Linked DNA regions of Mus musculus: regions 2, 3 and 4 are each linked to region 1. Evidence: chromatin contacts called from public promoter capture Hi-C and targeted proximity ligation data. All regions are on one chromosome and are shown on one strand. The core of a region is the stretch at or near the end of the contact, and the rest is flanking DNA. Distances in the headings are between cores, read along the strand shown. Region 1 holds the start of Vps37c (vacuolar protein sorting 37C). Region 2 holds the start of Tmem179b (transmembrane protein 179B). Region 3 holds the start of Ahnak (AHNAK nucleoprotein (desmoyokin)). Region 4 holds the start of Stx3 (syntaxin 3).

Evidence for each region. Promoter capture Hi-C pulls out the DNA fragments that hold promoters and counts their contacts. Capture Hi-C pulls out chosen DNA fragments and counts their contacts.
Region 2: a contact with region 1 is called in a promoter capture Hi-C map of liver, with 2.8 times the contacts expected there. A contact is called at or near these places in 2 of 39 promoter capture datasets (the 3T3-L1 cell line and HPC-7-derived erythroid cells), 2 of 130 datasets of targeted methods (embryonic forebrain and pancreatic cancer cells) and 1 of 9 other capture datasets (liver).
Region 3: a contact with region 1 is called in a promoter capture Hi-C map of liver, with 2.1 times the contacts expected there. A contact is called at or near these places in 2 of 39 promoter capture datasets (embryonic stem cells and liver).
Region 4: a targeted proximity ligation map of extraembryonic endoderm stem cells shows a contact between it and region 1. A contact is called at or near these places in 4 of 39 promoter capture datasets (embryonic stem cells, hippocampal neurons and liver), 1 of 484 Hi-C or Micro-C datasets (embryonic stem cells), 1 of 130 datasets of targeted methods (extraembryonic endoderm stem cells) and 1 of 9 other capture datasets (embryonic stem cells).

The regions. Positions count from the first base shown.
Region 1 is chr19:10,684,549-10,691,486 of GRCm38.p6, forward strand. Vps37c (vacuolar protein sorting 37C) reads left to right here and starts at 4,187. Exons shown (of 5, transcript NM_181403.3): 1 at 4,187-4,431. 2210404E10Rik (RIKEN cDNA 2210404E10 gene) reads left to right here and starts at 245. Exons shown (of 2, transcript NR_131163.1): 1 at 245-411; 2 at 593-1,010.
Region 2 is chr19:8,771,273-8,778,210 of GRCm38.p6, forward strand. It overlaps Tmem179b (transmembrane protein 179B), which reads right to left and starts at 3,195. Exons shown (of 5, transcript NM_026325.3): 1 at 3,063-3,195; 2 at 2,233-2,420; 3 at 2,018-2,152; 4 at 1,756-1,834; 5 at 1,250-1,562. The coding sequence starts at 3,158. The coding sequence ends at 1,401. It overlaps Taf6l (TATA-box binding protein associated factor 6 like), which reads right to left. Exons shown (of 12, transcript NM_146092.2): 10 at 6,815-6,938; 11 at 4,118-4,246; 12 at 3,082-4,018. The coding sequence ends at 3,257. It overlaps Tmem223 (transmembrane protein 223), which reads left to right. Exons shown (of 2, transcript NM_025791.1): 1 at 1-43; 2 at 776-1,203. The coding sequence ends at 1,068. It also overlaps the pseudogene Gm2518.
Region 3 is chr19:8,986,594-8,993,531 of GRCm38.p6, forward strand. Ahnak (AHNAK nucleoprotein (desmoyokin)) reads left to right here and starts at 2,691. Exons shown (of 5, transcript NM_009643.2): 1 at 2,691-2,836.
Region 4 is chr19:11,814,982-11,821,919 of GRCm38.p6, forward strand. It overlaps Stx3 (syntaxin 3), which reads right to left and starts at 4,422. Exons shown (of 11, transcript NM_152220.2): 1 at 3,711-4,422. The coding sequence starts at 3,740. Gm41810 (a long non-coding RNA gene) reads left to right here and starts at 689. Exons shown (of 2, transcript XR_003952942.1): 1 at 689-3,359; 2 at 3,672-6,938.

The DNA of each region.
Region 1 (6,938 bases), core at 2,937-5,436:
ATCCTTTAGGGGAGGCGACTTGTCCCCCTGGATCAGGTTTCTATTGGAGAGTCCTCAAATTTCCCATTGGTTAGTTCTGCTTCATGACATCTCACAGAATCCAGTGTCAGAGTGTCCTATGGACACATGGGTTCTCTGTTATTGGTGGCAGGTAGGTTGTGACTTGGGTAGGTAGGACCTGGTCTGCCCTCCATCCTGAGTGCCAAGCAGACGTCACCAGTTGATCCCAGCACTCCTGACCTCTGGATAAAGCTGTAGACTCCTGAGCAACATGGGTCCCCTTCAGCAGAGTGTCCTACTAGTCAGCATTGGCACTTGTTCGGGAGTGATTGGTGTTTCCCAAACCCGACTCCTTTCTTTGGAAGAGGGGACACTGAGACCTGCAGCGTGTAACTTACCAGGATCTGTAAGGTAAGGCAGAGAGGCACTGAAATTCATGGTTTCTGACTTGGGCTTGGTCAACCTCTTCCTGGGGTGGCGTGGGGAATAGATGCCGAGAGTCTTGAGAGGGGAGACAGAGACGCTCAGTGGTATGGGCACTTTCCGAGGTCCACAGCTGCCACATATTGAAGTTCTTTGCCTGTCTCCACAGCTCACCAGACCCACAGCCTCAGAGCAGAAGGCGACAGGGACCATAGGCGTACTTGCAGCTGGACTGGCAGCAGGAAGCCAGAGGTGGTGCTACAGGTTAGCGCTGGACCATGCCCAGCTTGGCAGCCCACAGCATTCCCTCCTCTTCTGGGCAAGCATGGCAAAGACGCATAAAACCACGAGCACCGTCTACTTGGACTTTGTCAACTGGAACCAGATGCCCAGTGAGCCATGTCTACCATGTGGTCTGCACACACCCTGGGATAGCTAACAATGCGCGTAGCCCAACACAAAAGTTTGAACTTACTCAAAATATTATGAGACTTGTTTTGTATGTGATTTTGTTGTCGTTGTTGTTACTTGACTGTACAGTTCTTGACTGTGAACTTGGAAGTGACACCGTGTTTTAGGATTGAAAATGCATTTTTGTCTTTCTTTGGGGAACATGGTTGTGCTGAGCAGCTCACATGAGGCTGAAACCCAGGACTTTCTGCCTCTGCTTCTCAAGAACATCCTGGGAGAGGAGAGGGGAGGAGACCACACATGCTTCCTGAGTGTCTCATTACAGGGATCTGGCTGAGAAATAGGACAAGCCACCAGAAAAGGCCAGGCATTCCTCTGTCCCAATGACTGCTAGACATAGGCCTTGGGACAGGTGCTGATGCTAAGTTCCTGCTCACCTACTGAGAGGAATGTAGGAAGCAGGATCTACCAAGGGTGGGGCCATCACTGAGTGCCACATGGTCACACTGGGGAAGATTAGACAAGAGTGTTTGCACTCTCCCTAGTTCTATTGTGTGCACCTTCCAGGAAAACCAGAGAGGGCAACAAAAGCAAACCAAGAGGGCAGAGCCATTGTTATAGGTAGACATCGAGATATGTAGCTTATCCATGTGGCCTGGGCCCAGAGTAAGCTTGGCTTTGTTGACAGCCCTGGCCACCCTACCCGGATCACAGACAGCCATTCACTCTGAGCCCAGGAATCAAGTATGAAGGAGGCCTTGAGATCACAGTGGTAATGGGGTACAGAGGTCCCCTGGGTGAGTGTTGTACTCAAGTACAGAAGGGAGACTAAAGATGGGCAAGCAGGCATTAATCCCCCTCACTGGGGTGTCCTTTCAATTATGAGTTCTTCTTTGAGATATTTTAGTTTTATTATTTTTAAGTGTGTGTGTGTGTCTATGCAGAGGCCAGAAAAGAGGGGCATCAGATCCTCTGGATCTGGAGTTTCAGGAGGTTGTGGGTTACCTGACCTGGGTGCTAAGAACTAAGCTTGGGTTCCCTTTGAGAGAAATACAAATGCTTAACTTCTGAGCCATCTCTCTAGCCCCATCATGGAGTATCTTGAAGGAGGATGAGTTCTGGGTCTCTCCTTGGCATTACACACGGGGAACTGAGTGCTAGGAAACAGAAGGGACTTGGCCAAAGACAGTGTGGTTTAGTGGTACAGCATGAACTAGGACTTGGAACTGGAGAGTCCCAGGTTGGGTCCTGACAAAGTGTCTTCCAGGTCTGAGGTCTAGTCTAGTAGCTGGGAGTGGCCAGCTGAAGATTTGAAAGAATAGCTATGTGGCCTTCTGGCCCAGCCTGTGGCTCCAACTAGTGCTGGGGCTGCTTTGGGGATTCTATGAAGCCAAGTCAAGGCATCTTTCCTAGTGCCCCCTCTCACACGAGACCTTTTCCTGCCACTGCTCTCCCTCCCTCCTGTTATGCTCCAAGTCTGGCTATTCAAAAGGTCTACCACCAGTGCTTGGCACTGACAGACCCCGTGTTTGGTCTGCAGCAGACTTCTGTCAATTTCTCGGGTTTTGGTTGTTTGGGCTCTAGCTTTAGAAGTTCCCAGCACCTGCATATAATGATGCACAAAATGGAGTCTGCTTGTCAGCTCAAAATTAAAAACAAACAAACAAAAAACCCAAAAAACCCAACTCACACAGCATAAGAGAAAGGACAAAAACATTCAGGTTCACTGGCCTGGCCGGCTCTCCCAACCATGGAGAAATGGTGTCAAGCAGGCTTTCTGGAAGCGGCTGTCAACAGTCCTCACTCTGACTTTGAGTTCTTACAAAATGAAGTATTTGCAAAACAAACAGCATTGAACCCCTATCATGTTGGGTGGCCCCCAAAGGTAGCACCTCAAGCAAGTCACCTGCAGGCACAGCTGTCGTCTGTCCTGATTCCTTTTGTAGTAGCTGTGCTAGAGGTAGGGGAGAGTGTGTGTGTGCAGGGCCTGGGTTGTGTCTCCAGCACAGCATAACACTGTGCACTTGCCAGGTAGAGGTGAGAGCTTACTCTTGACTACTTTGAGAGTTCTAGGACAGCACAGGGGACTTGAGACCTGAGTACCCAGGGACCCCATGAGGTAGTAAAGGGGAGGGAGTTCTGACCAATGGGGACAATGATGATCATTTTAGATCTAGAATATGAAATAGAAAAAGTGGGAGATCTTGATGAAATTCGATGACCCAAAAGAGAAACTTACAAGATGGAAGTCCCCCCTCAAAAATAAATAAATAAATAAATAAATAAAATTGCAACTCTGTTGACTGATTAGAACTTCTTGATTGTGGAAAGCTGGGATGTTACAGGGTCCAATTAACTGATAATTATTGTTATTCTCCTTAATAAATGTTGCTCACTTCTGTGCCTTACCTCATATCAATGTGATTATCGGGTAAACCTTTTGGGATGCACTAACTCAGCAGACCCCAAAGCTAAAATGTAATCAAATAGCACCTCAGACCCAAACAGAGATTTTCCCTAATTTCTCATTACCCACTGGCCTGATGGTCCCAGCAATGTATTTGTAAAATGCCTTGGGGTAGCCTTATTCTGTTACTGTACAGACTTCACAAAAGCACTTTTACATTGGAACATGTTATTTAAGGCAACCTGAACCTGTGTCCCATGTCATGGTCACTCTTTCTTGGCTCTCTCCTTCTCTTTGAGGTGAGATCCATTTTGGGTGGACAGAAGTCAGAGTCAAGTGAAGGTGGAGGCCTCTGACACTGAGCCTGGTATCACTTAGGGCCTTTGGACTTCTCGTTGTATGACCCAGCAATTACCATTTTGAAGAGGCCAATTTGTGCTGGTCTCTGCCACTAGCAACAAAAGTTCTAATGTATAACAAAGGGTGGCAGGGTTTTCTTAGGCTGGAAGCTAATCTAACCACTGCAGCCAAAGTGGAATGGCGTTCACCTCTCAGGGCTGGTTTGTTTCCATCCCTTCCTGAGGCTTGTCACTCTGGGCGAGTGAGGATGGATCAAGTCTGACGCTTACACACTCATCTACAGACGAGTAAGAGCAATCTACGGTCCTGACAAAGGGTGATTTTTTAGGAAAGCTCAGAGCTGTTAGCAGTGTCTGAAGGGGACTCAGGACCGCAGCCATTCTAGTCCTGAGGCCAAACTATAAAAAGGAGTGTGCGCAGCAGGCCGGGGATACCGTGGTGCAATAAGAGCCCATCTGGAGCCTCCCTTTGGAAGTTCCACGCTTGTCTCAGGATATTCAGAGCAAACGAAGGGACGCCTGCAAGTCTGCGCAGGCGTACTCGCAATGGGCGGAGTCCTACGGCGGGGGCGGGGCTAGGGGTGGTGCCTTCCCCCGCGCGGGCGGGGCCGAGTGGCCTTCCGCGGGTGTGGCGCCTGAAGCCACCAGCGTCTGAGTGCAGGTATCGTGGCCACCCCTAGGCCTACAAGGCAGGACACTCGGGGCGCGGCGGAGGGGCAGTGCGGCTCGTTCTCAGCTGGACGCGGGAGTAAGTCACATCCGGTAGAGGCGGGGCTCGTGGATCCCGGAAGTGCGGGCAGCGGCTGATTGCCCGCGGTAGCGGCGGCCCCGGTAGGTGAGCGCCGCTGGGGAAGGTCTCGGGCGGCGGCGGGCAGCGGCCTACCGTGCCGGGGGCGTTGCCGGCGAACTCAGAGATGGGTTTCCTGGCCGAAGCCGGCGATTGGGCGCGATGGGCGCGTGACTCCCCGCGGGCCTGCGCCCCTGCAGTGGGGTGGGAGGGATGGACGGTGGGAGGCTGTCCTCGCCGGTCGCCTCAGCCCCGCCCCCTCCCACCTATCCGCTAACGCCACGCAACCCTTCACCCTCTGTAGGAGTACCTTGTGGCCTTTGTGTCATTAAGAGCCTCTTTGCCCCTTGTACGGATTGGGAAACTGAGGCCTGTGTGTATTCTGACTTGCCCCTGCGATATAGTGGAGTTAGAGGGACTCTGGCCTTTGTCTTGCTGGCCTGTATCATTCCCCAGGTTAGCAATAGGTAAGGGTTCTTCCCCTTTCTTCTGGACCCCGACTTGAACTGTCCAGCATGGCTGAGCCATCCTTACTTCTGGGCCTTCCAGGTGTATGGTCCCAGCATGTGCCTGGTTCTGCTTTGTTTCTCCCCTCACAGCCGTTTAGGGGTGTTCTTTCACTTTTTTTTGGTGGGCCAAGACATTCCCAGAGATGTGTTTGAGTTACTGGTAGAGTGGACTATCATCAGGGTCACATTTCTTGAGTCCAGCCTATACCTTGTCAATCAGATTTGGGCTAGCCACCTTGAGCCAAGAAACTTCACGGATACCAGGGCTCCTTCATCGCTCCCTGCATATTTTCCAGGTGTCTCTACCAATAGCGTGCCACTCCACATTCAGTGACTGTCAGTCCTGCAGCTAGAAATGGTGGTGATAGAGGGACTTAGAAGGGAAAGACTCTTCTTTGCTTGGGGCCCAGGGAGGGCCCTGATCTGGGGATTGTGGAACTGAGGGCTGCTGGGTGAAATGGTGGACTCTGAAATGAGTCTTTGTTCTTGGCAGTCATAGTGCCCAGAAAAAAAAAAAAGCCTTTTTCGTAAGATTGTCTTGGAAATCTGGCCCAGTGCCTTTGTAATTTCCATTAAGTAGAAAACATGATGGAGTGCTTCAGTGGGGCTGTTTTCTGTTGCTGTTTTGCCAAGCAGTAGTTCTGATTGCTTGTGTGGCTGTCCTTGCTGGGTACTGTTTTGGGGGTGTTTTACACTGGTTACTGGATATAGAGAACACCTCTGAGTGACTGGTGACCCGTTTACAGAATTGGCTACTATCAACCAATGAGTGGCTGTTAGATTTTTTTTTTTTAACAAAGCAAATGAGTCTTTAACTCTAATACTGCCTTCCAGACGCCTCAGTTGCCCTAATATGTTGGAGCTTAAGAATTATCTGCGGTCATTCTGGTTGAAAATGCAGAGCCCCCATCTCTGGAGAGTCTTGTGATGTTAGCTGGCTGGCGCCCCAGGAGTTTGTTTTTAACACATACACTGACTGGGTGATTCCGGTCTTAATGCATATTTGTAGATTTGCTGGGCCACTGGAGCTTGAGGTGGTCACTCAAGATTCTTGTTGCCTTTTGCTTATTGCTTTGACATGTGCTAGTGTGCCATTAACAGGACTTTGAGATAAATAGACATATGACTCATTCCTGGACACTTTGGCTCGCAGTAGTGGGGTTTTTCCAGTCTGACCAATGAGGTCATTGAGGACCTGTATTAGAGCAGTTGGATTGCTGTTGTGGGTGGTGGGGGTGGGGCTGGGGGGGGTGGGTTGTGTTAGAAGTTTCCTCTTGGGATCTGGAGTTCCTGAAAGGTTCTGATCTGTCCCTACCCAGCTTGCCCTGTGACGCAGGTTTCAGTAATGGCCACAGCCTTTAGGTTGTTGTGCAGGCTTTGGCAGCATGTTCCACAAATCCCTCCCTCCATTCTCTCCTCTTTATACCTGCTTTCCCTGACTGTCTGGAAGACCTTAGATATCAAACAGGTTTGCCTTGATTGAGCTGGAGTTGACAGGTGAGGCCCTGGGGCTTAGGATGGGCTATAGAAGGGAGTCTCCACTGTGAACTTCAAGGTAACTTCAGCTAGGTAGGCCTCTTCATTGAAGACCTGTGAATATTTTAACTCCCACAGCACAGTATCTCCTCCCCAGGTTCACAAGCGGCTGAAGGAGCAGGCTAGGATTGTCACTTTATTTTTCTGCCCCATAAACAACAACTTTGCATTTAATATCTTTGTGAACAGAGGACTTAATGTGCCAGGTACTTTTCTTGTTGCTGTGGTAGAAATACCTGGACACAATCCATCAAAAGGTGAAGGGGGGTATGTCGGTTCATAGTTCCAGGGCACAAGACCCTTCTGGTAAGGGGCGGTGGTGGCGGGAGCTTGAGGTGGCTGATCAGGAGTGTCCCACCACACCTGACCTACTGCCTGGGATCACACCCAGGGCTTCCCATGTGCTGAATAAGCACTCTACCACCTGAGCCAGGCCTTAATTTAAACTGTTTTAAATTTGCCATGACTTGTGTTGTATCCCAGGATGCTGTGTGTCTTGGCGAATG
Region 2 (6,938 bases), core at 1,945-4,444, 1.9 Mb before region 1:
GCACTCTGGCGCTACGGGCTGGCTGTTGGTTGCGGCACGATGGGTAAGCGCTTGGGCTCCAGATTGCTGTGGGGCTGTGAGCACAACGCTCACTTAGCAAAAAGGGGCTTCCAAAAAAGTAAGTGGGACACACGATATGGGTGCGGTGTAATAAAGTCCCTGAATGCCTTGCACCCTCACCCTGCATACAGTAGGCCAAGATCTGCCCCTCATACTAGCCACGAGCAGGTTTTTGAAGCCACAAATGCATTTTCTCCGTTTAACAATAGAGCTGGCTATCTATAAAAATGTCGATGGGGTGGGGGACGTGGCTCAGTTTGGTTTCTAAGACTGCTTGCCTAGTATGCATGAGGTCTAGGGTTTAGAACCCAACACTGCCTAACATATATGATGGCATCCAGATGTAATCTGGATTTGGACAGAAGATCACAAATTAAAAGTTATTGAACATATAGCAAGCTTGCAGCCAGCATGGAATAATAGACCCTGTCTGTTTTTTCAAGACACGGTTTCTCAGCTCTGGCTGCCCTGGAACTCACTCTGTAGACCAGGCTGGGTCAGAGATTCAACTGTTTCTGCCTCCCTAGTGATTGCGTGCACCACCACTGCCTAGCTACCTTTCTTAAAAAAAAAAAAAAAAAAAAGGATTTAGGAACCTTTTAGAGTTTTAGAGTGTAATTGCTCAAAACTGTTACTTCCATTACAGTAATTTGACTCTAAGGGGTGGGGGTGGGGGTGTCTGTATAACCTTTTACCCCACTTTGCCTCCCTGCAGGAGTCTTGGTCCTTGGTGCTGGTCTCCTCTACTCACTCCGATCTGTGCGGTCTGTCATGCTCCTTGCAGGAGGGCAGCAGGTGACATTGACCACCTATGCCCCCTTTGGCTTGGGTACCTGTTTCACAGTTCCCTTGAACCAGATTTCCTGCATGGCTCACAGAGGTGAAGTTCCTGCTATGCTGCCTCTGAAAGTCAAAGGCCGGCGCTTCTACTTCCTTTTGGACAAAGCTGGACACTTTCCCAACACTCAACTCTTTGATAACACTGTGGGTGCCTACCGGAGCCTGTGAAAAATGGCTTACCCTTCTCAGACGATGCAAAACCCTTAGGGATGAGGAGACTACCAGGACAATAAAAAGGTGCCCAGAATTCACTAACAGCCAATAAATCTCTTCCAAAAGGCTTGATACATGCCTACTTAAGCCATCATTCTGTCCTCTCTCTCATCTATTTAACATCAAGAAATCCATGCCATGATGAAGAAAAGTAATATATTATTTTGGTACAAAAAAGTTTAAGGAGAAAACTGAGGTTTCTAATATAAACAGGGCTGTACAGAGACAAGAGGATTAAAAGCACTGGGGCATGGAGGTTCTGGTTGTAGAAAGCACTTGAGTATTCTTCAGGAGTGAGACTGGTGGTGCCCAACAAGAGCATCTGTCTCAGAGCTCCACTCTTGGTCACCCCTCTCTTGGGGCTGGTATGATGTGGCTTTAAACTTGCACTGCATGGCCTGGAGCAGCAAAGCCAGACACCACAATATCAGATTCACCCAAGAAGAGGTCTGTGAAAGAGAACAGGAGTATGAGGTGGGAAGCCGGCTCCAATCCAGTCCTACCCACACAACATTGATCAGACTAAGGTGACAAGCCCCATAGCTACTTTGAGCTTGTGAATGAAGTACAGCCAAGCACATATTACATGGTGAACACGCTTAAGCTACAGTTGCTTAATCTTAGCGTATCCCTGTGTCTCACTTCAGCAGTATGTAGGTTGGAGTAAAACTGCACAGCAGTTCCTGAAGGTGTCCATGAGGTTTTCTGGGCTTCAGAGCAGCTGTGAAACAAGGTTAAAGAAACAAGTTGTGAGAAGGGGCGGGGAGGAGACGGACATGCTCTAAGCACATCTGTGTCCTCAGAGATAAGGGCCAGAGGAAGGGGATAAAGTAGGAACTTAAATGACTGACATGTCCCCTACAGAAGGACAGTCCCTGTCAGGCTTCCCTCCCTCTCCCGTTACCTAATTGTAAGGTTCAAGGAGATGATGGAATTGCAGAAAGAATTGGTGCCAAATCGAAGTATACAGGCAGACACTAAGATCAGGAAGATGGCTGTAGCTGAGATGGCCAAAGCAATTCGGAGCCCTATAGAACCTCTGAGAAAGAGAAAACAAGCTTGGTGGCCGAGGTGGGACTCATCTCAACCTCGGCCCTTTGTCATCAGTAGGGCAATCACCTGTGGGAGTCTTCGATGCAGCTGCTGTAGACCCAGAAGAAGAGAAGCAGAAGGCAGTAGAGTGCCAAGATGCCTGAAGCCCCAGCCACGAAGTAGCAGAGGGAAGGGGCTGAGGGACCTAACAAGGCCAGAGAGGAGCCATTGAGTGCAGCCACACCATACAAGGGACAGTTACCACCAAAGGAGCCCTGTGGAGAGAAGCTGTTAAGTCCATTTCAGTTCAGTACCCGAGATGTAGGTTTCTGTCATATGTAAGGACTAGTTCACAAGTTGAGATGAACGGGGAGACTGATGGATCTGCTGGGAACAAAATCTCAGGGCCCAGAAGGATCCGAATTCAAAAGGCTATAAATATAAGGAACCTAAGGGAAATCACAAGTTTGCCCTTCTCTGTGAGTAGGAGTTCTAAGTAAACGCTGACTTTGTGTGTCCCTTAACAATAAACTCTACTAATCTGTAAAAGTAGGTGTTTTAGACTCCTATAGTGATTCAAAGTATTCTATCACCAAAACTACCCAGCAGTAGGCAAGACTCAAATGTACACAGTTGTATGTTTCCTCACTTCACATACTTTGTTAACAATCACGATTTCTCTGCTACACTGTTTTTTTTTTTTTTCCACAAATGTTCCTATTACTGGGTGGATGCAGAGACGGCCTGTGTGTCTCAAAACCCTAGTAGCTTATGAAGCTCGACTGGAAGCTTGTCCAGTTCCTCTGGAGAGGAAACAACTTTGGAACGTTCTAACCCCAGGTCCAGTGTAGTCACCCTGTCCAACCCCCTACGCAAGCCTGCTGGACCCCAAGGCCAGCCCGCCCCCGCAGCCGCACCTGGGTCCGGGTCAGCGTCGCGGCCGCCAAAGCCCCGCACAGGAAGGCGGCAGTGAAGAGCAAGAGCTCAACTCGCTGCAACCAGGGCAGCGCCATGGCGCCCAGGCTACCAGGAAGACAACCACCCAAGCCCCGCCCACGAGCATAGACACGTCACTTCCGGGTGTGGCTTTATTCTCCGAGGCGCCGCAACCTCACAGCGGCAGGTACAGCGAGTAGTCGGAGAGCGCCCAGCGGCGGGCCGGGCGGCCGGTACGGCCGATCATGGGCAGCTTCTGCACGTAGCGGGACGCGGGGCTGGGCCCATATGGGGCAGGAAAGGCAGTTTGAAAGAGGCGCCCGCGGCAGCGCCGCCCGGCCTGACGCCCTGCGATTATAAACCGGAAGTGTGGGGCGCCACGGGGCGCGAAGCGGCTCTTCTGGAAGACGTCTCGCGTTCCCGCGCCGGGGCCCTGCTGACGAGGAGCACCCCGCGCCCGGTGTACGCGCGGTAGCGGCCTGCTCTCCGAGGCGGCGGTGGCGGTGGCGAGAGTCCCACCGCACGGGCTTTCGTCACCCTGAGGGCTGACCACGGCGCTGGCAGTCAGCTGCGGCATTTTCCGCACCGAATCCGGGGCAGCCGCAGGCTCCTTCTTGTCTCCGGGTGGTCGCGGGGCCGTGGGAGCAGGCTGGCCAGTGCCAAAGCGAGTGGCCAAGCTGTCACCAAAGAAGGAGTATAGCTCACGGTAGATGTCTGCCAGGGTCAAGGAAGAAGGGTCCTCTGGTCCCGCAACCCCTGATGGTGGCGGGAGACCAGACCCAAAACCTGTTTCGGAGCTGCCCCCGGGGGGAGATTCTTGTAGGAGAAGGCTGTCCCAAGGCAGGTCCTCCGCAGGACGGTACCCTCTCCCGCCAAGGCCACCGCGGTTGGGCTCTGCTGCCTGAGCTTTCATCTTCAATAGTCGTTCTACGGCCACCTGTAAACAGAGAGCTAAGAGGAACCTGGGCCCAAGAGCCATGGCAAAGTAAATCTGCTAAGCTCCTGCAGGAAAGAGAAGGTGGGACTGCTAACTCACCAGAATGGCTCCATACACTTTGTGCCCGTCCGCTTTGACCTGGGCATTAGATACGGAATAGTCATCCAGCACAGCCTGCAAGTTTGTCCAGTAAGTGGGCAGATGTGGGTAGAGGACTCGCTCCACTGCCTGGAATGCAAAGGACTGCAGTCAAGCAACCTTGTTCCAAATGCCCTCTTCAGTGCCCTTTCCCACAAAAGATCCACTCAATTTTTGACAGGGCTCAGTCCTCTATTTCCTTATTGACATATCCCACGTCTCTGGGATCTATTGTATGCATAAGCTTTTGGTAAGCATAAGGGATCAAAACATACAAATACATGCAATATTAAAAAGCCCCATTACTGGCATTTACTCTGAGCTATTTAGGCATAATTAAATCATTAAGACACAGAAATTGTTTGCAGACTGCTAGTAAATACAATCAGTAAGGAAGTGGTGTACTTGTTAGAGAAATGAGAGCTGAGTTTAGACCACACACATAAAAACAATACTGGGAGCCCAGACTGGGCCTTGAATTCATGAGAATTCCCTTTCTTTCATTTCCCAAACTGGGATTATACAGGCAGTGTACTACTACACATGACTTTGTAAAGTTTTAAATGGTGTAATCATCTGGGGGCAAAACATGCTTAACAAAGACAATGACATTAGAGATGGGCTTTGACATATAAGGTAGACTTGGATCACTCATCCAGAGCATAAACATTTGACAATGCTGACCAAACTCCTGGGGAAAATGCTGAAAGAAATAGGGATTATATTTTATGGAAGACATCAGAACATCCTGCTAGAATTTATAGATATTACTATACACTCAGAAAAGCTATCTTAGCAGCAGCCATCCTCCAGATGATTGTTCCAGAGTCAATACATGCCGGGCTTCCTCCAAGCTATGAGACAATCAAAAAAGGTGACTGAACTCGGGGAACTCCTCAACAACTCAGCTGTTGTGAGGACCACTGTGATCAACACACCCAGTTCTGTGTCTGACCATGTGGTCTGGTCCCTGTTCAATGCACTCTTCAATGCTGCTGCCTGGGCTTCATTGCCTATGCCTACTCTGTGAAGTCCAGGGACAGGAAGATGGTGGGCGAGATGACTGGAGACCAGGCCAAGTGCCTGAATCTTCAGCATCCTTATGGTTATTATCATTATTATCATTATTTCCTCTACCACCTCTGTGGCAGTCTTTCATTTTTACAAAGAATGCCACATTCTAGATTCTAGCTGCCCTGTGTTCCACTATCCACATCTGGCCCTCCCCTTAGGCTGAGGCCTTGACCCTTTACCCTATGCATGCAAATGTTACCTTCACAGATCAGTTCACAGCAGATTCAATAAAGTACACTTGGTGGAAAAAAGCAAAGCAAAGCTATCTTAACAGTAAATGAGGTAGACTTTGAGAATGAGGTAGCCTGTAACTCTAGCATTCAGGAGCTTGAGTCCAAGTTTGAGGCCAGCCTGGGCTTCACTTTTAAGTCCCTGTTTTTGTTTTTGTTTTTAAAAAACCAAGCATGGTGGCTCAAGCCTTTAATCCCAACAATGAAGGGTAGGGAGTTAGGGGCTAAGGAAAGTTTCTCTGTGTAACCCTGGCTATCCTGGAATTCACTCTGTAGGATAGGACAGCCTCAAAACTCAGAGATCTGCCTGCTTCTGCTGGGATTAAGGTCGTAAGGCAAAACACTTTTGGTTTGGTTTTTTGGGGGGGGCGGGGGGGGGATGATTTTGGTTTGTCTCTTTTATTTCTAGATGCTTTTTCTCACTCCTTCTTTAAAACCTCTCCCCACCTTATGGCTGACTATCCCTCGCCTGTTTAGCTCAAATGGCATGGCTTTTTTTCTTCTTTCCTTCAACTTCCACCTCTGAGCAGCTTCTTAGATTTATAGCTTGCCAGCCCTAAGATGTTTTCTTTTAAACTCTACTAAAATTGTCCCTGAGCTTAAAACACACACACATACCAACTATATTTCTGCATACCAACAAGGAGCAACCCTAAAAAGACTATAGCACTATAGCAGCGTCACTGCAGAAATAAAGTGTGTTGGTTCTCCTTAGAACAATATGAAAGCACCCTAAAGAGTGTGAGCATTTTTTTAAAAAAATGGAAACATGACATAGTCAAGATCACTTGATATGTCCCTAAAACCTTTTCATATATATATATATATATATATATTTTTTTTTTTTTTTTTCTTCAAAATGAAACAAATAGAATTAGTCCAAGTTTCAAAGAGTGGCTCAGTGGACATAGTCATATTAACAGAATTAAGACACATAATCATCTGATGATCTCTATGGATGCTAAGTTACTATTTGCTATAAAATACACAACAGAAACTGATGCTGTGTGGTGCATAAAGCAAGAGGATCACAAACTGATGAAGGCCGGTAAGGGTTATATAACAAGCACTGCCTCAAATAAATGAAAACCCAAAGAGAAAAGGAGAGGAACGAAGAAACTGAGGGTATTTCCTAACATAGTGTTATGAAATGGGCAGGGATTTTAAAAAAGAAAATGTTCTGAAGGGAAAACATTTACACATAGTCAAGGAAGGTATACAATAAACAGGGCCTAAAGCAAGGTCTCAACATGGCAGAATCAAACACACACCACTTTTACAATAAAATACACGTGAATGATAGCTTTGTAACACAGCCACTCTCAAAGGTCTGAGAGAAAGCCAGAGTCCTCACCTTCCAGCCTAGAGCATGCAGCCCCACCACTGCCCCATAGTGAGAACAGAGAGGCCGAACAGGGTCTGTCAGGACCTTCTGCAGGGACAGCAGAATCTGCTGATACAGGCCACTTACAAGGTCT
Region 3 (6,938 bases), core at 1,441-3,940, 1.7 Mb before region 1:
AGGGAGAAATTTACATTTTTTTGAGACAAGGCATTATGTAGTCCAGGCTTACTTTAAACTCTTATGTAGCCAAGGTCACAGATGACCCTGACTCCTAGGTGTCTCGGTCAGACAGCCTCAGAGTGATAACCACACTAGGCAGAAGTTTGCTTTTTATGGTTCTGCCTCTCTATAGTGCTTAAATTTCAAGGACCGGGATGAAGCTCAATTGTACAGTGTTCATTTTTCACATAAGAGAAATTCCTATTACTCATACAAAACACCTACCAAATGCCCTGACCCATTACGGAGGCATTGATTTAATGTCAACAGGGATTACCTAGCTAGTAGGATTGCAGAGTACTTCATTTTATTCTTGGTCTATATTTAAGAGGTGAAATAAACGCTATTTATGTGTAGACAGGGTCTTACTATGTAGCCCAGGCTGGCCTCAAATTCAAAGTTTGCCAATCATTGCCTCTTGAGTGCTGAGATTAAAGGTATGTATCACCATTTCTGGCTCAATAAGTGTATGAGTACCCATCTAAAATGAATAAAATAAAATGTCCTCTTTTTTTTTTTTTTTTTTTCGAGATGGTTTCTCTGTATAGTCCTGGCTGTCCTGGAACTCACTCTGTAGACCAGGCTGGCCTTGAACTCAGAAATCTGCCTGCCTCTGCCTCCCCAGTTCTGAGATTAAAGGCGTGCGCCACCATGCCCCGTGAAATAAAATGTCTTGATATGGTGAAGACTTGTAATCTCAGCATTTGAGAGGCTAAGGCAGAATTGTTGTCATTTGAGGACAACCAAACCTATATCGTGAATTCCAGAACAGCCTGGGTTACACTGTAAGACCCTGGTTCAGTAAATCAGGACTGTGGGCTAGGGGATGACTTGTTCAGGTAGTTGCCACCAAACCTCATGACCTCTTTGATCCCAGTGGAAAGAGAGAAGAGACCCTCACAAGTCCCATGGCCTCCACATGATCATGCACACTAAGTAAAAGGAAAAAAAAAACATGACTGGCTCTTGAGTTTTATTTTTTGAAATGTGTTTTGGCCTGATCCTCACTTGGTATCTCTGGGTGGCCTGGAACTTACTGAGTTCACCGTAGGGAGTGTGCTGGGAAGGGAGTAGATTTGGAGGGGGGGGGCTGTTAAGCCAATTGACAGTGTGTTTGTGATGTCTAGTGGGTTTGAGGAGGGGCAGAGAAAGAGAGAGAGAGAGAGAGAGAGAGAGAGAGAGGAATGTTAGTAGCCAAGTCTCTGCTTTGCCTGTCTTTACATGTCCATGCCTGTCTGAATTTCTACCTACATTTCTCTCCACCCTGGTGTGTCCATTACATCTGTGTCTGTTCTCTGTCACTCCCTTCTGTTGTCTCCCTCCCCCCATCGCCTGTACCCTGTGTGGTAACTGGACCTGGACACAGCCCCCAGGGCTGGCAGCAGACTTGGCTGATATTTTTAGCCTGCAAACATGTTTGCCATTTCAGAGGACAGGGCAGGGCTGGTCTCAGCCCCAGCCCACTCATGATCTTGGAGCGAAGGTGCTCCTGCCTCAGGCCAAGGTCTCAGTTCTCCAGCTTGAGGCCTCTTGGGGCATTTGGGAAGGAAGGGAAACTGGAGTGGGCAGCTGGGTAGCCACCTGCCAGAGAGGGTAGAACTCAATAGGGAAGGAGAAAAAGGGAGGTGCGGAGGGGGGATGCAGCCAGAACATCTCTGCAACCCCATCATTAAGCATTTAATAAAATCCACATAGAGTTAGAAGTGGCTGTGGGAAATGGCTGTAAATTGGGGAGCGGAGCAACTTGCAAATGGAAATATGGGGGAGGAGCTGTGAGAGGCGCAGAAGGCCTGGGAATGCAAAGAAAGTGCTGGATCTTGGGTTCCTCAAGCTTACTGGGGCATAGTGGTTCATGCCTTTAGTCCCAGGGTGGCAGAGGCAGGGGAATCTGTAAGGCTGTCAGTTCTAGCCAGTTCTGTGATGGCCGGGCTACACAGTCTGTGCTCCCTCCCCCAAATAAAATACCCAAAAGGCATGGGGGACAGAGTTTACAGGAGAGAGTGAGTTGTTCCATGGTGCGTCCAACAGCTGCAGGCCTGACTGGTGTCGCTGCAATGAAGAACAGCACCGTGGTGTGGTGCATAGGTGACTCCATTCCTAGGGGTCGGATCTAAGTCTTAGAGTCAGTGTGTTTTGTAGAAGAGGAGAGAGCCTGAAGGCGAGGAACGGGGCGAGGCTGCAAGAAGCCTGGGAACTGGGAGAGGAGGCTGGGGCCTGGGATTAATGTATCTGAGCTTGAGAGAAAGCTCAAAGGTCTGTGTGGAGGCTGGAGGTCGAGGTTGAATCATCTGAGCTTCTTGGCTCTTCTGCAGACTAGGTTGACTCTGGATTCCGACTGTGAATCTGTGCCCCTGCGTGCTTCCAGGAATTTCTTGCCGGTGAACACACACACACTGTTTAAAATGGGGTGGGAAGATCCAGAGCCGGGACAGGAGCAATAGATGGGATAGGGGAGGGGAAAAGGCGACGCCTCCTCGTCCCTGAGCCCCCTCAACCTTCTCCCTTCACCGGCCCATTCCAGGGTGGCTTCAGTGTTAGTCGTGCTCTCGGGTCCTTGCCCTATTCGGGCCCCGCCCGGCCCCGCCCTCTCCCCACAGCTCCGGGCAGACCCGCCCGAGTTACAAGAGCCGCCTCCGCGCACGGGGGCCCGGCCACTTGGAGCAGCTCTGCCGCGGGGACTGCACTGTCCGCCCTGCCAGACCCGCCCCGACTGGGGCTCGCCGTCGCCAGCAGTCAGCACTGCGACCTCGGGCCCTTCGCCGGCTATGGCTGCGTCCTGGGGCTGAGCCCGCAGGTAGGGAAGCGGAGCGCTGGGCGGTAAGGTGTGGGGCCAGGGTTCGGGCGACCAGGGGAGAGAGGGACTCGGACAAGGTGCATTTGCGGTAGTGTCACTACGAGGGTTCCGACTGTTGGGAGCAAACCTGGCCGCTTGCGGCCGCCGGGGCAGGCGACGCGTCACGCTTCGGGAGTAAAGCTCTTTCTCCGGAGTTGGGGCCAAGTTTAACTAAGTTAGAAAATCGCTTCGAAGTGTGCTTTGCTGCGCTTTTAGTTTTTTCCCGCGGATGTATTGTCGTTCCAACTGCAGTGCAGGGCGTTCCTGATCTGGTGGTCCCTGACCGATTCCATCTCTTTGGGGCGGCGGCTCAGAGCGCTACTTGGTTCCTATACCATGTTTACTGGAGAAGTTTCCAAGAGCCCCATCGCCCCTCCCGCGCCCCTGCACCGCGTGCCCCCTCTGCTGTCTTTCGCGGCTCCCCACACCTCCATCTCGAACTTCGCGTCCGGATTCCCCTCGGCCCCACCCTGCTCTGTACCACCAGCCTCTCCCTTTCTGGCTCCTAGCGGCGACTTTAACAGCTCCCCTTCAACTGCCCCGCCCTAGTCTTGCCCCTCTGTGTTTCCAGATCCAGAAAACTCCCTTCTTTCTCCAGGGCGTCGGAGCCTGGAAGTTTGCAGCGTGCCTCCCTGTGGGATGGGTGGGAGTGGGAGGGGGGGTGGGGGACATAATTAGGGAGATTCCTGCGCTGGGTGGGCGGGGAGGGGGCTGTGCAATCGACACAGTCCCCAGAACCTCCCTTGCTCCTTCTAGGGGCGGTGCTTTCTCCCCACCCCACCCCACTCCCAAACTCGTCCGGGCGGGATGGCCCCCGCCCCAGCGCCTGGCTGGATTCCAGCAGCCTGAGGAATGTAGTGGTTGGAGCCGGTGACTAATTCAAACCAGAATTCGGGGGTGGGGGTGGGGGTGAGGGGCAAAGCGGAGGGGGAAAGAGGCCGTGTGTAGGCGGTGGGGGCCGGAGCGCAGGGCGTAGGTGAAGGACTTCCCTGCTCTCCTTTGGAACCCTTCACTTTTGCAGTGCGCGCCAGCGGAGAGGGCGGGGGGCAAGATCCTACTGTGGGGTTGGAAAGGCAACATGCTTAGGGTGTGTGCAGAGAGCTGTGTTATGTAAGGCTTTCCCATGCAGGGAGGGGATGTGCAGTGTGCGGGAGCCTGGGCCTCCTCTGGCTGGAGCCCCTTTCAGTGCCGAGGCAGATTTGGGGGACGCAGAACCTTGGTGGCGTTGGGTTGACATCAGGGCTAGCTGTACATGGCGATGAGCACTGAAGACTCTTGGGGTGACCCGGGGATATCCTACAAGTCAAATGGAGTGGAGCCTTGACAACGTAGTGTCCCTGGTATGTGTGTGTGTGTGTGTGTGTGTGTGTGTGTGTGTGTGTGTGTGCTTGCCTGCTCACTCTATTGTCACTTCTGCACAATGTGACCACAGAAGATTGTGCGCATGATGTCTGGGTTGGCACCCTGGTTTGGCAGGGTGTGGCCCTAGGCTGTCTCTGAGGACACACGTGTCCAGGGGTACTTGTCTCAATGTCCCTGTTCTGTGGAGGGGATTTGCAGAAAAGCTTCTGGAGGTAGTTGGGGGGATGGGGGTGGGGGATCCTTGGAAAGTGACCTGGAATTCCCAGGAGAAAAAGGACTCCCAACAAATGGTTTTGAAACAGTTTGCCCTTAAACTTTAGCAATGGCAGGAACCATCTTACTGTACCTAACGTATACTAGATGGGATGAATTCACAAGATCCAATGATTCATGTCCTCATATCAATGATACTGTCCTCATAGGTGACTGGGAGAGGGGAGGGCACACAGGAAGATGCTATGGGCAATGTGGGCAATGTTTAGGGCCTCTCCCCACACTGAGAATGGCTTAGGTGAGTAGAACTGTTTTGGTCCTGCCCTATTAGGGAAGTCTCTGGGGGTAGGGTGGGTCTCTTTTCCTTTTCCCAAGCTGAATGAACTAGTAGCTTCCTTTTCTTGAAAAACTATGGGGGTGTGGGGGAGGGCAGGCCTGTATCTGGTCTGTAGAGTGTGCAGATTGTGCAGTAGAAGGGAACCCCTCATTTAAGGGCCACTTCCTCGGCCTGAGCTGAGTTATGGGGCAAGGGGAGTGTGGGAAAGGAACTGGGAACAAGGGAGCTGATCTAGTAAAGGACTGGAGGGGGGCGTAGGGATGACATCTGGAAGATGTCTGAACTCCTTTCTAAAGCTCTTGTCCCTAAGAGATTATGCAAAGGGACATTGTGAAGAGAACCAGGACATTCAGAGAGACAGGCACGTGAGTCATCCAAGACTTAGTGCTAATGGTTTGGAAGTCAGCAGTGATACCCTGAGGGTCTTGGCCTAGCACTCCACAGCTCCAAGTCCAGAAAAGGACAAGAGAGAGAAAGAGTAGACCGGGGAGCTCACTTCAGGCCTAGAGAGGCTCTGCTTAGAGGTTCAGAGCCCTACAGGCCTTACGCTCCACTTGGAACTGTCTGTCGGGTTCTGGCAGAGCACACCACTCTGAGCCTGAGGAGCTGGTTTGAGGGGTTGGGGTAAAGCTGTGGGAGTGGAGGATGTGTTGGGCACTGGGGTGTGGTCACTACCTTTTTCAGAACTTGGGAACTGCCTGGAGACAGACAAGAGAAGCAAACTGGGAGAGCTAGTCCGACTTCTGAAGGGATCTTTGCCTGGACACCCCCAAGTTTCTCTCCTTGGGGCTGGGCTGACCACGTGCTTATATTCACTTGGGTTAGAGGAAGGGAGGTGGCTGCCAATTTAGAATGTGCAATACACCTGGGCCCCTTCAGGCTTCAGCCAGGGCTCCCAGGAACTTGCAATTCCTTGAGTTGACCATTGGATCATCTGGCCGGCTTCCAAAGCCTTCTTGATCATAGTATCGTCCATGTCTGAGTGTGTCCAAAAAGTGTCCGAACGGGGGTTGTTGTGGCAATGTTTCTGCGGAAATGTCTGTGTACTTTGACGAAGCTCCCCCTTTCTCTTTCCTAGCCCCAGTTTCCGTTGGTGCTAAAGCTCAAATAATTGGTCTTGGGCCCGTCACTGTTTGCATTACAGGAGTCATTGTTCACTTTCAGTGAAGTTGGTGTTATTGCCTGTGAGAGGATGTCCTGTTCATGGGGTCCTCACACTGTGGTAAACCTGGATATGTCACCTCTGTTATCCTCCCGGGACTTGGAGGGCAGAGGCAGTGACTGATTGACTACTCTGGGGTACAAGTTCCATGTCAGTGTATGGAGACTGCACTTATGGACTCAAGTGAGCTCCTTTGTCCTGCACAGGTCCAGGCCATGACCTAGAGGCCCTCAAGGAGGATAGGGCAGTCTTGGGAGTATAGTCCCCACACATGGAGGTTGAGCTGGGCAAAGCATTGCATACGGCCTGTCAGGGAGCGGCATCCTGCCTGGTCCCTGGGGCCTGGAGCGGAGGTTCTGGGGGAAGGGGAAGTGCCTGGAGCTGATCCTGGCTACGTGTCCTGGCTAGGCTGGGAGTGGGAGGGAGCATTGCAGCCATCATTTGAAGACCTGGCTCTGAGTCTTTTTGCTACATGGCTTGACCACTGGGGGGCGAACATGCAGCACTTACTAGGGAGCTGGGTGGGGCACAGGGTATAGTCTAAACTGTAATCTACCCCACAAGGCAACAACAAACTTCTCCCTCAGGTTCCCCAACCATAGGACACTGCCCTTAGAGTTGGTGTTTTAATCTCAGAAGTTCTGTCTAAGGCCAATTTTTCCTTGGTGTTGTGCCCTGATGGGGAAGTTTCCACTGGGTAATACAATGCTGTCTTCAGTCTCTGTCACTAGGAGAGGTGGAGGGCCCCTTAGCTAGGGGAGGGAGAGGGACTCTCCCTTCCTGCTGGAAGTGAGAATTTAGAGCTTTAGGGCTTGCCACTTGTTCTAAAGAGTTGTGGGGAAACGTGTGTGGCCCGAGTCGAGAGAAGGAGTTGGAAACCAAGAAGCAGTTATGGTCCTGATTATGGCTGTCCTAGAAGTCAATGAGCAAAACCCAGCATGCTGGGGAGGGGGATGCTAAAGGAGGCTGGTGAAACGTCCTTCTGGTAG
Region 4 (6,938 bases), core at 3,172-5,671, 1.1 Mb after region 1:
TTAGTAAATGTTTACTGAGTAAAATCAGGACCACACAAAAGGTTCCTGGGTCAGGAATTGCCCAGCAGACTCAAAGTTCAGTTACTGAGAGGTGTGTGAGAAGAGCAGGAGGGCGGGGTGCAGTCACTGCACATTCCCAGCAAACTCCTAGATAAACAAGAAAACGCTGATGGCAGCCCCTCAGGAGGCAGTCAGGAGATGAGCTAAGCCAGGTCCTGTGACCACAGCCTTAGGACCATATGTGGTTGAGGGTGGACATTGCTCCCGGGGAGTTAAGTGTGGCCAGTTCACATGTACTGTAGTAGATGACCATCACAGATTATCTCATTTCACCTGCACAGAGACCCTGAGGGGAAGACCGCTGATCACCTTGACAGGTGTGACTCCAAGGCACCAATCCTTGTGGACTCCAGAACAGTAAGACAAATAATACTAATTAACATCTCACAGAACCATACACTCCTGGGGTTCATGGAGGCCTTCAATCTCCTATCCTTCATCTTCCCTCTCCAAGAGATGCTCAAATTCCTACAGAGATCAACACCTCAAAAGTCTCCTTGCCTACCTCTCATGGTAGAGGAATCTATTCAGCTGGCCTGCCCAATCCTTGAGCAGCTAATTACATTTGTTTAAAAAAAAAAAAAAAAAAAAAAAGATACTTTCTTAAAGATTTCTGATTTCTACCCCATGTCTTCCCCTCCTGCCTACTCACAGTGAAACTTACCTGAAGCACATGACACAGCCCCCAGCTATCTGAAGAGAGCTATCACCCTCTCTCCCCTGGGTTTAGAAAGACATTGCATAGGCTTCTCAATGGGAAATGTATTGCAAGCAGGTTAGCAAATCTTTCTTGTAGATAACAGGAATCAGAAACAGATCATACCCTATCTTGTTACCAAAGAAAAAGGTGGTCGCTGGGGTAAAGGACAGTGTAGAGGAAGGGGATGACACAACACAGTATGGTTGGTAAGGCACACATACCTCAGTGTTCTTCACAGAAACCATTAATAATGGCAGAAGCACAGTCTGAGACCAACCGCGTTTTCTATTTTACAAAGGCAGCATCAAGGAGCTTGGAGGCGAGTGTACCTACTACTGATGCTTTGCTACATGGTCATGCTGTCAGACTGCCTTCTAAGTATTTATGTTCATGGCTACAGATTAGGGCTGCCCTCAACCTTAATCAGAGGACCTTCTATGGACAATGGGCAGCAGCCCACGCAAAGACTCCTAACTACTCAGTGTTGAAAATGAGCAGCAGTTGGGTGTTCAGCCCTAGATGGGCTATTTATGCTATTACCATCCAGACTCCTGAGCTATGGTGAAGAGAAGGCAGAAAGGACTGAAGAGCCAGAGGATGGGGAAAACGCTGTGAGAGGCTGTCTTCAGGACACAACATGGCTGTAGCACACAGAAGTTGTGACTGCCGGCACAAAATCTAGCCACGTGACATTCCATCACAGATTGAGGGCTCATGAGGCTCCCTCCACCCCTAAGTGAGGAGCCATTGGCAGTCGCCGGCTTCTAGGGAAAGGGGGAATCATTTTTCTTCCTTCTGGAGTGTGTCCCCTTGGCAGGCCACCCATGCTCTGGTAGACAGCCCCATACTGATTTGCATGCAGGCATCCTTTACTGGACTCAATTGATTATGTAAAATTTTTAAAGAGAAAAGGAAAGAGAAGACATGAAGGTACAAGACTGTTAGATGTACGGGAGGTTATCTGAGGATAGAGGAGGGAGGATTTGGGTCAGTTATCAAGATACATTGTATCCGTGAATGAAATTGTCAATAAATAAGTAAGAATAATCAAGAAGAAGCAGTGGCTGAGGCAGCAGCAGCACAGAGGTGAAGTTGCAAAAGGATCCCGGCTACTAAGTGTCAGGGCCTCAATTAGAGAAGCCTTTGAACTTCAACCCCATCCTCTCTGCATCGCACTGCTCCAAAAGGACAGCGACCTCCCTGTGGTTTTAGAACACTACCATAAATATAGCACCAGCTAGCACCTCACTTGCATTAGCCCTGATTTACAGAGGCTAACCCTGCAGGGCTGAGAGGCAAAGGAACGTGTTCCGGTTCCCTAGAAAAATGCCTTGTTCTTGGAACTCAAAGCTCACTTAAGATTACTTTGTTGACAACCAACTACTGAAAAGAGCCAGGGAGTATCTTAGTCTCAAAATAGATTCCCTGACTAAGTAAAGGGAGCGGCCTCTGACTGCTGTTCAGCTCTGAACTCTTTTTGACAAGGGGCATCCCTGCCATCCAGGTTATCCCAACTACAAAAGAGCACCAAGTAAAGTTTGCCCCTCAGTTAACCAGGATGCCCTGAGGCTCAAATGTGAAAAAGCAACTTTGGGGCAGAGGCTGGCTCCCACAATAAGCAACTGTCTCTTCCTTCTCTCATTTCTCCATCTCCCAAACCTATTCTACAGCCCAGGACCCAGAGCATGCAAACAGGGTGAGGAAGATCTCATCCCTGCAAGGGAGGAGAAAGTAAAACAATTACAACACCAACATTTCTATTTCAAAACAAAAAAAGCCAAAAAAAAAAAAAACATTAAGTTATTAGCATAAGTCCTAGGCGCCATACAAAGGGCTCTCCTGCAGCTCACTTGCTTTTAGCTTGCATACCTACTCATTTTACAGATAACAAAACTTAAGCTTGGAGTTTAAAGGGTAACCAGTAAGCAGTAGGGCCAGGGCAAAGCCCCAGTGCTAATGCAGACTAATACTTCCCTACTGTAAGGAGCTCATTAATCACCTGGGAAGACTCGGTGAGACCTTCACCAGGTCTAGTCTGAGATCTGAGCTGATGCGCGCTTCTAGGCTAGCTAGGAGGCAGACTCCACTGTGAGTTTCCAGGGCTGCACTGTTATATCCCATTAAGTGGCAGCCTGTATCACCGGGTGGGTTCCTAAAGTTTCACACTCGCCCTGCTCCATAGAATGTGCTCAGTAACTTACTAAATGAATCTATACCTCCAAAAATTGATGCTTCAGCACTTCCCTATATCAATCCCATTATGTCATTCAACCTTCATAACAGACCTATAAGGAAGGAAGATTCTCCCTTGACCGACAAGGAAATAGGCTCAAAAGAGTAAGTGACCTAAGCTTTTCAGCTTTTGTGCGGCAGACGACCACAGCTGTCTCCGGGGGTACAAGACAAAATAATTACAGACCACTGAATGGGAAGAGGGGTGCCATCTCAGCACCTAACAGGCTCACCGCTCCGGAAGTCACCCGGAACTCTCAACTACTCCGGGGATGGAGTAGCCCTGCCCGGTGCTCCGGGAGGGAAATAGAAAGGAGAGGAGGCCGGTTTGGGGCACAGTGCCAGGCGGCAGAAGACAGCTGGTGAGGTGAGCCCCCTGACTTCTCCATTAGCCCCGCTGATTTCAAGTCCCCGAGTGGGTCCAGCTCTGGAGGAACCCTGTCCAGCTTTGGGGGAGAAGGGGTAAGAGGGTTACGGGCGTCCAGGGAAATCGCAGCTAGGTGATGAATCACCGAGCACATGACCCTGCAGGGGAGGGGAGGGTGCAAAGCTCCGCGGGATGAGGCGGGGGCTTGGGCGGAGGGAGGCCTAGCGCGCAGAGCACCCCTGCGGCCTGGGTTAGGGGAACTAGGAGAAGCCCCTCTCCCACGCCACTTATCCTGATGACCGATCCCCGCAGCCCGGGGCCCGCCTGATCCCCCAAGCGCCGCGGACTCACGGCCTTCAGCTGCTCCAGCCGGTCCTTCATCCTGGCCCAGGTGAGGGCGGCGGGCGCCTTGTCTCAGGTGAGCGCGTCCCAAGTGAGCGGCCTGGAGCGGCGGCGGCTGCCGGCCGGGGCGAGAGAGCTGCTAGAGCGGGCGGAGGCGGGCGGCGGCCGCTCTCGAGGAGGAGCGTCCGAGGCCACCGAGGTCCGCCGCGCCGCCCCCTCCGGCCCCCGCCGGCGCCGCGCTCCAAATCCGGCTACGAGACCGCGCCGGCTCAGGGCTCGCCCGCCCCTGGGCCCGCCCCATACCTGGGCCGCTCCCCGAGCTCCTGCTTAAAGGGCCAGCGCGCTCCAGCGCCGGAAGCATTCCGGGCACACCTTCCCATGCCCCTCGAAAGGCAGAAACAAAAAAAAAAAAAAAAAAAGGCGGGGGTGGTCTGTCTGGCTTCGATTCCGTATTTTCCGCACTGTTCTTATTGTTCGGCCCTCTGCGGACTCCTCAGGTTGAAGACAAGCTGGTTCCTGCTCCCTTTGATGAGGGAAAACGTTCCGATGATGCTCAAGAGATATTCCGCCTTAAAGAAGGGACCTGTTGGGTATAAAATCTGTGCGGTTCGGGCTCAGAGACTTGTTCCCGTAGGGCGTAACTGCAGATGAGATGCCCTGGATCGGGCTGCGGCGAGGAATTTGGGGATTATGATGCTAGTGGTTGTGGGGCCTCTCGAAGTCGTGTAGGCGGTCCAGTCACCTTTTACTAACAATTTGAATAACTTGAGGGAATCTAGGAGAGTCCGTTTCCATAGCTATATAAATCAGAGGCTGCTTAGCAATTTTCTGCTTAGCCTGTACGAGAAAAGAAGCAACTGACTTTTAACTACCGGGCAGAGTTGTAGGATAAAGACGTTTGTTTGATTTGGAAAACTTAAGCCCACCTCTCTCCTCCTTGCTGTCAAGAGCCCTGGGATTTGAAGAATTTTTAGAAAAGTGTGGTTCTTCTCACTGCCCTTCCTCTTCAACGGTGCCCCTATTCCCTTCCCCTCCGTATTTGATTTGGGGATAACAAATGGCGTATCGACCAGAGTAGTGGTCAACAATTGGCGCTAGTGAAGACTTGGTCTCAAGTTCGAGAAGTATCCTCGACTTTGTGTTCAATCTTAAAGGCCATAGATACTTTCTAATTATAACCGGACTTTACCCTCTGCGATGTGCACGCTCCTACTGACTTCCTCCGCTGCCATAAAGGTAGTCAAGTAAGGCAGGGCTTGAGCTGTTAGAGCCAACTATGCGGTAATCAACTCTAATCCTCTATCTGACCTCCGGCTCCTGTCCTGACGCTGGCCCAGCGAGGACTGCGAAAGTTTCCACGCCCCCTGGTGGTCGTAACCCTACAGCTAGGGCTTGAACACCCCCACCCCAGCCCAGCAAACACTTGGAAAACCTTCCGCCACCGAGCTCATTCTCTAGCATCAGCCCTTAGGTTTTCTCCTTTCAGACAGAATCTCCCTGAATTGCCCAGGCAAGCTTTGAACTTGCCATTCTCCTGTTTCAACCTCTCCAGTAAGAGGGGTTACAGTGAAAAACTCTCGAAGTGTGGACGTCTGAAATCTGGACAGAAGTGAGGAAGGAGGATGGATTCATTTTGAAGCAAGAACAAAGGATTCCAGTTAAGACGCGATTGATTTTAGGCTGCAAAAAACGGCCCTGCAGTAAAGAACACTGACTGGAGGACCTGGGTTCAATTCCCAGCATCCACATGGTGACACACAGTTCCAGGGGATGCAACGCCCTCTTCTGGGCTCTGCAGAGGTTACACACATGTGGTATACAGACATAATGCAGGCAAAAACATTCATACAAGTAAAAAAAAAATTTTTTTAAGTCCCAGCAAATTATTTTAAAGGATATAATTGATTTCAACAGGGAAAAAATTGTGACTCTCATGCAAATATAAAATGAATATATTTTAATGTTTTAGCTTATTAGTGAAGCAACCAGTAAGAGGTTAAACTCATTCAGATCCACAGACAAACAGCAGGAAGGCTGGCATGAATAGGTTACTTGATGCAAAACTAGCTCTGGGGATGGGAGAAGAAACCGTGCTTCTCCTGTACACTAAGTCCTTATAATCTCCATGAATAGAAGCACTCTGCTTACTACCGATATCTAATTTACATAGCTGGACAATAGCTGTGATACAATGAAAGTCACAGACTATTATAGAATCAGAAAGGTGCATTAGATAAGGCCACCATAGGATACATAGCATGGAACAGCTTTTTGTTAGTGGTCACTGGTCATTTTAATTTGCTCAGTTTTTCTGTATACTCCCAAGGTAGTACCTTCCATGACTGAATGGTACCAGCTCTGTTAAAAAGTTATTATACAGAACAAGTTTTCTTCCCTATTACTTCTTGCCTTAATCCAGACACTTAAAAAAAAAAAAAAAAACATAAGTCAGAGCTTAAGAGATAGCTCAGTCAGTAAAGTGCTTCCTCCACAAATATGAGGACCGGAGTTCAATTCCCAGAACTTATAATAATAATAATAATAATAATAATGATAATAATAATAATAATCAAACACAGTGGCACATACTGGTAATTCCAGAACTGGGAAAGTAGAAACAGTGGATCCCTGAGATTTACCAGCCAGATCTACCTAGCTGTGAGCGCCAGGCCAGTGAAAGACATTGTCTCAAAAAACAATGAATGGCAGGGGGCGGGGAGGAGGGACAAACCTAAGGTGTTTCTAAAATTGGATGTCTTGAATTCCACCACCCTTAGAATATTCATTCTATTCTTAGAATTGAGGGAATCTACCCAACACATAGCACTAAGTACATATACTTAAAAGAAATTGGAGACATCTCAAACTAATTACGTAGCAGCACATCTAAAAACTCTAGAACAAAAAAAGAGAGAAAGAAAGAGAAAGAAAGAAAAAAGAAAAGAAAAGAAATTACACCCAAAGGGGGTACATGTTAATAAATAATCGAACTCGGGGCTGAAACAAATACAATACAATACAGAGAATCAATGAAACAAAAGTTGGTTCTTTGAAAAAAAATCAATAAGATTGATAAACTCTTATCCAAATTTAAAAAAAAAGGCAGAGAGTATTCAAATAAACAAAATTTGACATGAAAAGGGGGACATAACAACAGACACTGAGGAAATGCACTCCACCAAATTGGAAAATGTAAAAGAAATGATTAATTTCCTCAATAGATGCCACTCACCAAAC